Regions from separate parts of the Drosophila melanogaster genome. Here region 2 is linked to region 1. The links are chromatin contacts, called in public Hi-C maps. All regions are on one chromosome and are shown on one strand. Each heading gives the region's core, a stretch centred on a gene start, on an enhancer-like site or on the middle of the called end of the contact. The rest is flanking DNA. Distances are from core to core; before and after follow the strand shown.

Region 1 (4,600 bases), core at 883-3,382:
TGGAAAATAGTATAGGTGGTTTAAATTTTCTGCTGAATATCCAAAAGAAAGTAAGTCGATTTAAGTGATCATTACTATTTGATATTTAATATGTACACAGTTAACTTTTTTGCATAACCTTTGGTATTGATGTTGGATTTTGTAGCAGTGTAGGGACCCGCATGGCTGTTTACCATTGCATTATGTTGGCTGCTTGCCGCCTGCCTGATTTTTTGAGAGCCTCTCCTGCACTGAACCGTTCAGCGACGGCCCTGGCCCAAAGGTCATGGGTGGGGCCAAAAGGGGCTAAAAGGTGGTGGTGGCACAAAAGGGGGCTGGCCTGGCAACAACTGCTGCACTGCTGAGCCCGGCTTTTGTGCCTTTGGTCGGTTGCCAACCGCAAATATGTTCGCGTTCCCGGTCCCCATTCTGAATGCGAATTCTCAGTCGGTTGTTTTATTTTCGCATTCTGCATTTGCTGCCATTGCAAAGTCAACTAATTGAATGTGCTAAACTCACCCACACAGCAGCAGCACAAATATTGCGTTATATGGCGCATTAAACGCTCAGTTCTGGATTTCTTCCCTGACCCTGATGAGTCCTTCTCCAGGACCCCTCTAGATCCACTAAATCCGCCCTGCACAGAAAGAAACAATAGCTTTTAGGCAAATTATATAAGTCAATTAATAATATATAATATATTCCATTATACATTCGTATAATAGTTCTAAAATTGTCAAGCTGTAAATAAACATCACGCAAACGTAGTGAAAATTTTATTGTGCAGGATTTTGTGTTCCTTTAAGGAATATATTTAGTATATAGAAATATATCAGTGGACATTGGGTTCTAAGTTTATAGCATCGAGGACGAAATGTGTGATTTTGCGCGGTGTGTGGGTGGTCCTCCACCATGACGGTAATGCTGATGACGATTCCTCCATTTCTCGCTGCATTTGTATGGGTAATTACCGTGGTGTGTGTGAGTGAGTGAGGGACGTCTGCTAGATGTCCATGACCATGGGGTGGAATTCTGCTCGCAGTTTTTTTCTATATACACGGTTTTTAGCATTTTTTTCACATTTCAACAGCCCGTCTCTTTCACTCTTACAACAGTCGCTCACCCTGCCCACATTTTTTCCATCATTTTTTTTTTTGCGTTTTACTTGCGTCGGAAACCGCCATTTTTTATGCGCGCCAACTACGCCGCCCTCTCTATTCCTCTCTCTCCCTTTCTACCACGCAGCCCCTCTCTGTCGCACCCTTGAGGTGTAGGGGAGGCACACCCTCTCAATGAAAATTTGCGCATTAGAAAAAATGTGGACTGTTCTCTGAGCCAGTTGTGGCATACAAAATGGATTTATTCAGCATTTTTTTTTTAACTATACGATTTTTGTTTCTATTTAATTTGGACAGTTGTATTTTTGATATAGTTATAGTATAAGTAAAGCAAGAAAAAACGTATATTACAAAATGTAAATTTAAGCAATTTAAAAACATAAATTAATAATCAAAGGAAATGCCTTATTTACTAAATAGCTTCTAAAACATAAATTTTAATTATGCTGAAAACAATAATAATAACTAGTTGAATAAGTAACTTTATGCGAATTCTTATTATTTTAATAAGCATATGTTAAAGTTAGGGAAACGCTTTCTTTAAGCATTTAGTATATAAAACAATATTATTATTTATTTATTTTTTAGGAAATATATAAATACCGTTTAAATAAACTAATAATTTCAGAGCGTAGTAGATTAGTTTTTAAATGTAACTGATTCACATTCAAATTTCAAGAAACCAAGTTACAAGCTCGTAGGTTTGAGTCTTTACTGGGCGTTTCAATTTTGGATGGTGTCTTTGCTTGCTGTATTCTGCTAATAATAGAGCAATGCTGTTATGAAAACATTTCATTTATACATGACTTTTACATTGTCAAGTAAACATTTTGTTAAAAAGATTGATGGCGCCATCTATTCAATTTTAAAATATATTTAATATTTGTTAATTTTAATTCATATAACTGAACTTTGTATTTAAAGTTATGCATTCTAGGAATTATCTAACTTCTTTCAAACCAGAGAAATTGTCCGCTAAAAACTTGGCATATTTAGCGTGTAGCTGGTATTTTTTCGCTCTTCAGTCACGGTTACACTCCGAAACCCACCTGATTTCGCGAACTGCATTACTATCGAAACTACTACTGTACTTAACAGAAAGTGCGTGCAAAACAAATACAACATTGTTGCGATTTCGTTGGGGCCGTGGCCGCAACAATTCCCCTCCAGTGCAACAACAACGCAGCACGCGGAGAGCAGAAGAAGAGCAGGAAAAGAGGAAAAATCCGGGGAAATCCCACGAAATGAAGAGTAACGTCAATCAGGGCGGTTACGCCCCACCCGGTTTCGGATCCGGATTCCAGCCAAATGCTCCGCCCGCCGAAGGATTCGGCTACCCACCGCCCACTGGGGGCCACAACGCCCCCTATCCCCCCGCACCCGGTCATCCACAGCCGCCGCCGCCCACGAATTACGTGAGTTCCAAAAGTGTCCCGCTGTAGCCGATGAAAATGCTAGGGAAAGTGGGTGGTGTAAAGGGTGCTTCTTGTACAAGCACAACACAACCATGACGTCATGCCAGTTGGTATTTGCTTATTTATAAATCAACAGACACACAGTCAGTTTGCTGTGGAATGAAAGAGATTCATTCGATTTGCACGCGAATCCGTGGAATCGGCGGTTTGATAAACACAAACAACTGAGAACTCAATGTACATCCATATGTACATACATACTGTAAAACCAGTAATGCAGACTGGATAAGCAAGTCGAAAGCTTAATTCTCTTGCATTTACTTATTTACATTTACGTATGAATGTTTTTATGGCTTTACTATTTTCACTATGTTTTTCACTCATGCCAAAAGAGCGTTTTATTTCCATTAAGTTTTGGATAAACTTAAAATATTACTCATCATTCATGCACAACCGCGTGAAGTTTTCATTCTTATAGAATATTTATTTACTCCATACATTTGCGTGCCAGAGTGCTGATAAGTACAGCTACAAGAATACAAGCCAGAGCACAAAAAACTAATCGAAACGCCCCTGAAATAAGTATTCAACTCATTCTTTAATCAACTCCCGATCGTTGCAGGGGTTTATGCCAGGTCCTCAGCCAGCCGGATACGCTCCAGTTCCCCAAATGCCGCCATACGGAGAAGCTCCGCCCTACGGAGCCGGACAACCACCTTACATGGGTGGTCCAGGTGGTCAGCCACCTTATGCGGGTGGTCCAGGCGGACAGCCACCTTATGTAGGTGGTCCTGGTGGACAGCCACACTACGGAGGAGGAGCACCACCGCCCCAGGCCTTCGGCGGATATCCTCCCGGACCAGCAGGACCAGGAGGACCACCAAACGCATTCGGCGGTTATCCACCGGGACAACCACAACAGCCCATTGTCACGCAACCGGGAATGGGACCGGGAATGGGTCCAGGGATGGCCCCACAGGGCGGACCAGCAGGCAAGTAATCAAAAACTAGTCTGTAACATAAAACAAATGTTCTACATGTTGGACTCACATATTTCTACACAAATCAGGGTGTTCAAATCATGGCACGAGACTTTTATCGCTTTCTGCTTCCTTGTTAAAATTATTCATTCCATATCTGAGCTTACTTCTTATATAATTTTACTACACAAACCGCTGAATCAAAACAAGATCGCATCTTTGTGATGTGTCGGTGTGTCGTTGCCCTGCGATTGAGATAATGTCCAATCAGTTGTCTTAAGATTTCTTCGGGTGCAGGCACTGAACCCATCGTCCCAGATAGAGGTAGCTCGTCAAGATCGGTGTAGAACAAAGGTTCCCCCAGAAGCAAAGTGGGGTGCAAACATTTACGTAGTCAATTTGGAGAGTGTTAGAGACTTTAAGGTTCTTAGACCGCCTCTTATCAATTGTATTTTTGTTTACACGTGCATCGGATCCGTCCGAAATAAGCTGAATATCTTTGCCAGATCTTTGGCGCTTATCGGAGTGCCTAGCGTCTGCCTTAATTGAACCAATAAAATAATACAAAGCGTCATTTAAAGCGCCCGTCGTCGTGGATGGCGTTGATTTTTCCCAACGAGCAGTTAGTTCATCTCTGTGCTGCAGAGCAGGCAGTCGTGTCAGTCTGAAAAAATGTCCACCGAAAACCCAGCAAGTTGTGTTTCCACGCTGGACCTAAGTGGTGGCGAAAATCGGGGAAATCCGGAGGAATCTCATTCCAGGGGCGTGAGGAGCGGCTCCAAGGTGCTGCGCTTAATCTGGCACTCGCTGTATAGCCAGTATAATCAGATCTGCTCGAGATCCCAGACTCTAAGGCAACTGGTTTGCAGGGAAGCCAACAAACCACTGCCCAAGAAACTCAGGCACACAATGAGACTAAATAAGTCGGCCAAGCGAAAGGGATACGAGTTCTACATGAGCGACGAGGACAGGAGGTAAGGAAGTCATATTGTGGTCTTGACCAGAAACTGTAGGGATGAAGATGACGGGTTGAAATGATGAACCTTTTAAGATTTCGAGTGTATAAAAAATGAAATACTCAGCGAGGTAATAGATAAATTACACTACC
Region 2 (4,600 bases), core at 1,339-3,838, 670 kb before region 1:
CGAAGGAGCCTGCTCGTAAATCGCATAAATTGTATAATTCTGGGCACTCCGTTGCTGTTGTTCTTGTTGCATGTTTGTTGCTTCGTTTTGCTTTGTTTTGTTTCGCTGCCTGTTTGCTGCATTTTGTTGCCAAATTGCGTTTGTAGGTGACTCCATGTCCTTTATCTCCGCCCAGCTCCTTCCGACTTCAAGTGAAACCGTATGCTGCCAAAAGGAAAAAGGGGGCGACAAACTTGCCCGGCCCGATGATAGGGGCGTGGCATTAGTGGGATTAGTGAATTAACGACAGATTGCGACACCTGCGCCAGGAGTCAGCAAGTTTGGAAAGTCCCGTCGGATTGAATCCCATTTGCCGGCTCAATTAACAGTAACTTAAGGGAATCGGGTTCATTTAAATTCATGAAGTTTCCTTGCCACGTGGTCACGAGTTTTCCCCCGGCAAGGGGAAAAAATTGGGCAGGGAAAAGGGGCGACAACGGGACAATGACAGTAGACAGGACGAACGAGCGTTGACCACAACAGCCGCAGGATAACGTACGAAACAAAAAAATTGTAGTGGGAAATGGGGAAAGGAAAACAATTTTATGGAGGAGAAACACGAAAAAATTGTGCAATTGCGAAACAAAAATTAAGTGAAGGCAGGACGAAAATAAGTGCATTTTGATTTGGTCTATGGATTTTCGAGTTAGTCCTTAAAATTGCTTCAATTGGAATACGAAATAAAAAAAAGGAATACCAACACACTTAAAATTTAAAATTGGACAGCTTGCATTTATAACTTAAAATATAGGGATACTTGAACCACTGGACTTAAGAATTTCATTTTGCTAAAAATCATTGTTAATTAAAGTTATTTTGTTAAATTACACAAACGTTAAATAATGCACGTTTATAACAAATACACTTCAAAAATTTTCTTATTTGATTGTACAACATTAAAACCATAGAAATGCAATACAACATTGCTGTATGAGGCATCTAACGTATACTTAATATTTTAAAGTTGTGTCATTCTGTGCATGAACTTGCCGTTCTAGTTGCCCGCTTCGATACCCAAAGGTCCTGGAAGTCCTGGAGGTCCATTGCCATCGCCTCCTGTCCACATTTGATTTCATTGCTCTCTATCTGGTTGAGGTCATACGAACGCATCAAATAGGCAAAGTTTTTTTTTGGTAGCCAGAGCGACGCCTTGTGCCAAATTTATGACATTGAATTTATGTGCAGCAAGGCGTGCCGCCCCTCCGCCCCAAAAAGTGGGCGGGGCTGGAGGAGGAAGTCGGGCAGGAGCAGTCGATCGATTTGGCAGAATTAACATCTAAACAAGTGTCGCCCAGTGGAGCTGTGGAAGATGCCCAAGGCGACCGAAGAAGCCCATGAAAAAAGCGCGTTAAACTGCTTAACACTTCTGCATGGTCACCCAAAAGAAAATGGAAATGAAAACGGCAATGGAAATGGAAACTGAGGCCATAACTCATGCGACACGATGCCGGGGCAAATTGTCTAAGAAAAGCCAAAAAAGGAAATGGCAATGCATTAAGAAATAAGCAATTTGCCTCAGTCGCAAGCAAAAAGAGCCAAGCAGATCGCAAAAGGAATCGCCGAAGGAGCCAATTGGGGGAGGAGCGAGCCAAGGACACCAAGAAATCCCCAAACCCCTGTGCTCCATGCTCCATGCTCCATGCTAAGTAGTTGCATTAAAAGCTTACAACAAAACCTGCGACAGACAAGACAGGACAAGAAACAAATTTTGTGTAACTCGCTGCGCCTGGGTCATAAAGTCAGGCCCTCCGACCTGCCCGAAAGTCCTCTTCGCACTCCCCCTCCTTTTTTTGTAGTGTATCCTCACCGAATTTTCCTGGCAGCGACTCAAAAATGTGCGACTCTCTGGGCGGCGTTGGGGTTTCGAGCGTGTAAATCATGCGGACTTGTACGCAGAGTTCAAATTCTTAAAGATAATTTAAGATTAATTTAGGTTTATTTATGCTGAGATACATAGACACTCTAATTGTGACTATGAAAAACTTGTTAGATTACTAAAACATTTTGAAATAACCATGTATGTTGTTCTTGGCAAGGATTTTCAAGGAAAAACGACGATATTTATATCGACTAGTCTTTTCATCGCCAACAAAAACAATAAACAGAGACTAGATTCTCAAATAAGAGTACATTAAGTTTTAAAACAGTCATAAGCTGCAGAAAAAAATTGTTATTTTTATATATAATCTTTAGTCGCATTGTACTGGATCTGGAAATATACATGAGCGCCCTCCAGCGGCTATTATGTAAACTGATTATGAATGTTCGTGTGAAAAACAAAAGAGGGCGCCACTACAACAAAGGTTTGGCGATAGCCGAGACTCCCACCCATAAAAACAACTATTTAAATTAGCTACAAAATTAGCTTAATCTGCAGTATTCCGCATTATGTTTATCTTCATAAATTTACTTAATTTTAACTTAATATTCAAATTAGAAAATAAATCAGCACAGAATTTAGCTTCGAAAGAGCTTTTTGGTATATCTTCATTAACGAAAACGGCACAAACGGTATATATAGATGAAAGCCGGATGGTTTAACTTTCCGATAGTCGCACGGTCACACTCTTTGAAAGTGAATAGAATAAACGTGAATAAAGCGAGAAAAGCAAGCGCAAAACGTGAGACTGTGTGCGTTCGCCGTCTCTTCGCACCGAAGTGGATTAATTCCGTGGATGGAGTGGCACAATAAACACAACAACTGGAACGCGTTTTGTCGTTTTGTTTTCCGCTTTTCCAGCAGCCGTGTGCCAATTCACTTCGCACATTCTTCGCAGCCGGATATTGTGGAGGCAATGGAAAGCGCAAGCATGTGTGCATGTGTGTCGCTGGGATAACGGCGAAAAAGGAGAAAGAGGAGCTGTTAAACGGCAACAAAAGCAAATAACTTGAGCTGGGATCTAAAATCGGATCTCAAGTTTGAGGACAAAGAACGAGTGAGAACGATTGTGAGAGAGAGAGAGACGAGGAAAAAGCTACTCACACACGCATACGAATAACCGCTTCACACGCTCTCCCGTGTAAAACCAATACAACGACAAAAAAACAAAAACAACATGCAATATTTGCAAAGTAGTTAAATAATTCTGCCCTGTCTGCGCTTTATTTCCTTCTTCATTTCGGTTCTCCTCGTTTTTGACTTTTTGTTGTATATTTTCAACAAGTTTCTGTTTCTCGCTTTTTCCCCCAACACAAACACACACCCACCCACACAAACAAACAATCAGTTCTTTTTTCGTTACTACTTCCGAACAACAACACACGGCACACGAACGCCAACCACCAATACAAATACGAAAACAACGTCTCGTGTGACGTGCGAGCGCAGAAAGTGTCGTCTTTAGATTTTGTTTGTGCACTTTTCGCCATTTCCCTTTGTATTCCGTCGAGTGAGGAACAGCGGAAGCCAGGGAGCGCAAGAGTTGCCGAGAAGCACCTGCAAAATAGCGGCACGAGATCGCCAGAAAAGCAGAAAATCGCAAGAAGCAAAAGCGACCGGCTCAACACTTCCACACGCAAATACCCAGAGCCCCCCACACACACACACACACACACACACATCCAACACTTGTTGCAGTGGTCGAGGAGAAGGGGCACCACAGCGATAAGAGGAGAAGGGACGAGGAGCAGGAGGAGAACAAGTGCCTAAGAAGACAACAACGCGCATCTGCTATCAGCGAATACCACTGCAAACGTAAGAACGGGGATAAGCAATGGGGTGGAACAGACCTAAATGATACCCTGCAAGCAATACGTTGGTAGTGCCCCCAAAAAGTAAACATATATGTAATATCTTATGTAAACTATGTGGAATGCGGGGATTACACACCTAGATAAAACCCTATAAGAATGCATTGATAGTAGCTTAGAATGTTTACGAGTACTTAAAAGTATAATGAATTTCCTTTGTGGATCTTAGTAGACTATTCAAATCCCATAAAGATTGCATTAATAATGTGGTTTGTTTGCATATAATTCCCTAAGTATAAGTAAGTATAGAGTAATTGTTAGGTAGTGTGGAGTATTCGGGCATAAAAGTGGAACATCGTTAGTAAGAGATTTAGATAATTTATTTAAGAGTTTCGGTTTTAGTATACCAAGAAAATTGACTTATATTGCAGCTAAGTATCTTTGCAAACTTAGGCACAGATGGATAATTTGAAGTAAATGTGGCTCTCTTCCAGTGTCTAGTTATTTGTGCTATAAATTCGCGTCTATGAAGATAACGCTGAATACTATATATAGTTGATATAGTGCCATTAAACACACGTTCTGGGATCTCTGTGGCTATCCCATCTAGCTTGTTTCGTATGCTCTCCCCACCAAACTTAACGTTCTGCTAATCTATCTGATTGGGTTTCTAAACGTTTTCCGATTATAAACACAACACCGATCAATCAATATGTTAGCAACGTGTTGATATCGCTGCCCAGTCTGGTTTCCTAGTACCAGTAATACCATTGACGGGGAACGGAATCGGGAAAACGAGTACGGCACGCTATCCACCGGAGAAAGACCGGCTGATAAGTGATAAGCCGAACGGACAGGCAGTGCAATTTGC

What was found. Hi-C and Micro-C count contacts between places; a contact is called where the count stands out from the background.
Region 2: a contact with region 1 is called in a Hi-C map of the Kc167 cell line, with 2.3 times the contacts expected there. The contact joins the promoter of Aps here to the promoter of scramb1 in region 1. A contact is called at or near these places in 3 of 107 Hi-C or Micro-C datasets (the Kc167 cell line and embryo).

What each region holds. Positions count from the first base shown.
Region 1 is chr3L:10,222,772-10,227,371 of dm6, reverse strand. It overlaps scramb1 (scramblase 1), which reads left to right and starts at 2,132. Exons shown (of 5, transcript NM_140132.3): 1 at 2,132-2,512; 2 at 3,135-3,504. The coding sequence starts at 2,342.
Region 2 is chr3L:10,897,111-10,901,710 of dm6, reverse strand. Aps (Aps pyrophosphatase) reads left to right here and starts at 2,588. Exons shown (of 5, transcript NM_168426.3): 1 at 2,588-2,975; 2 at 3,267-3,733.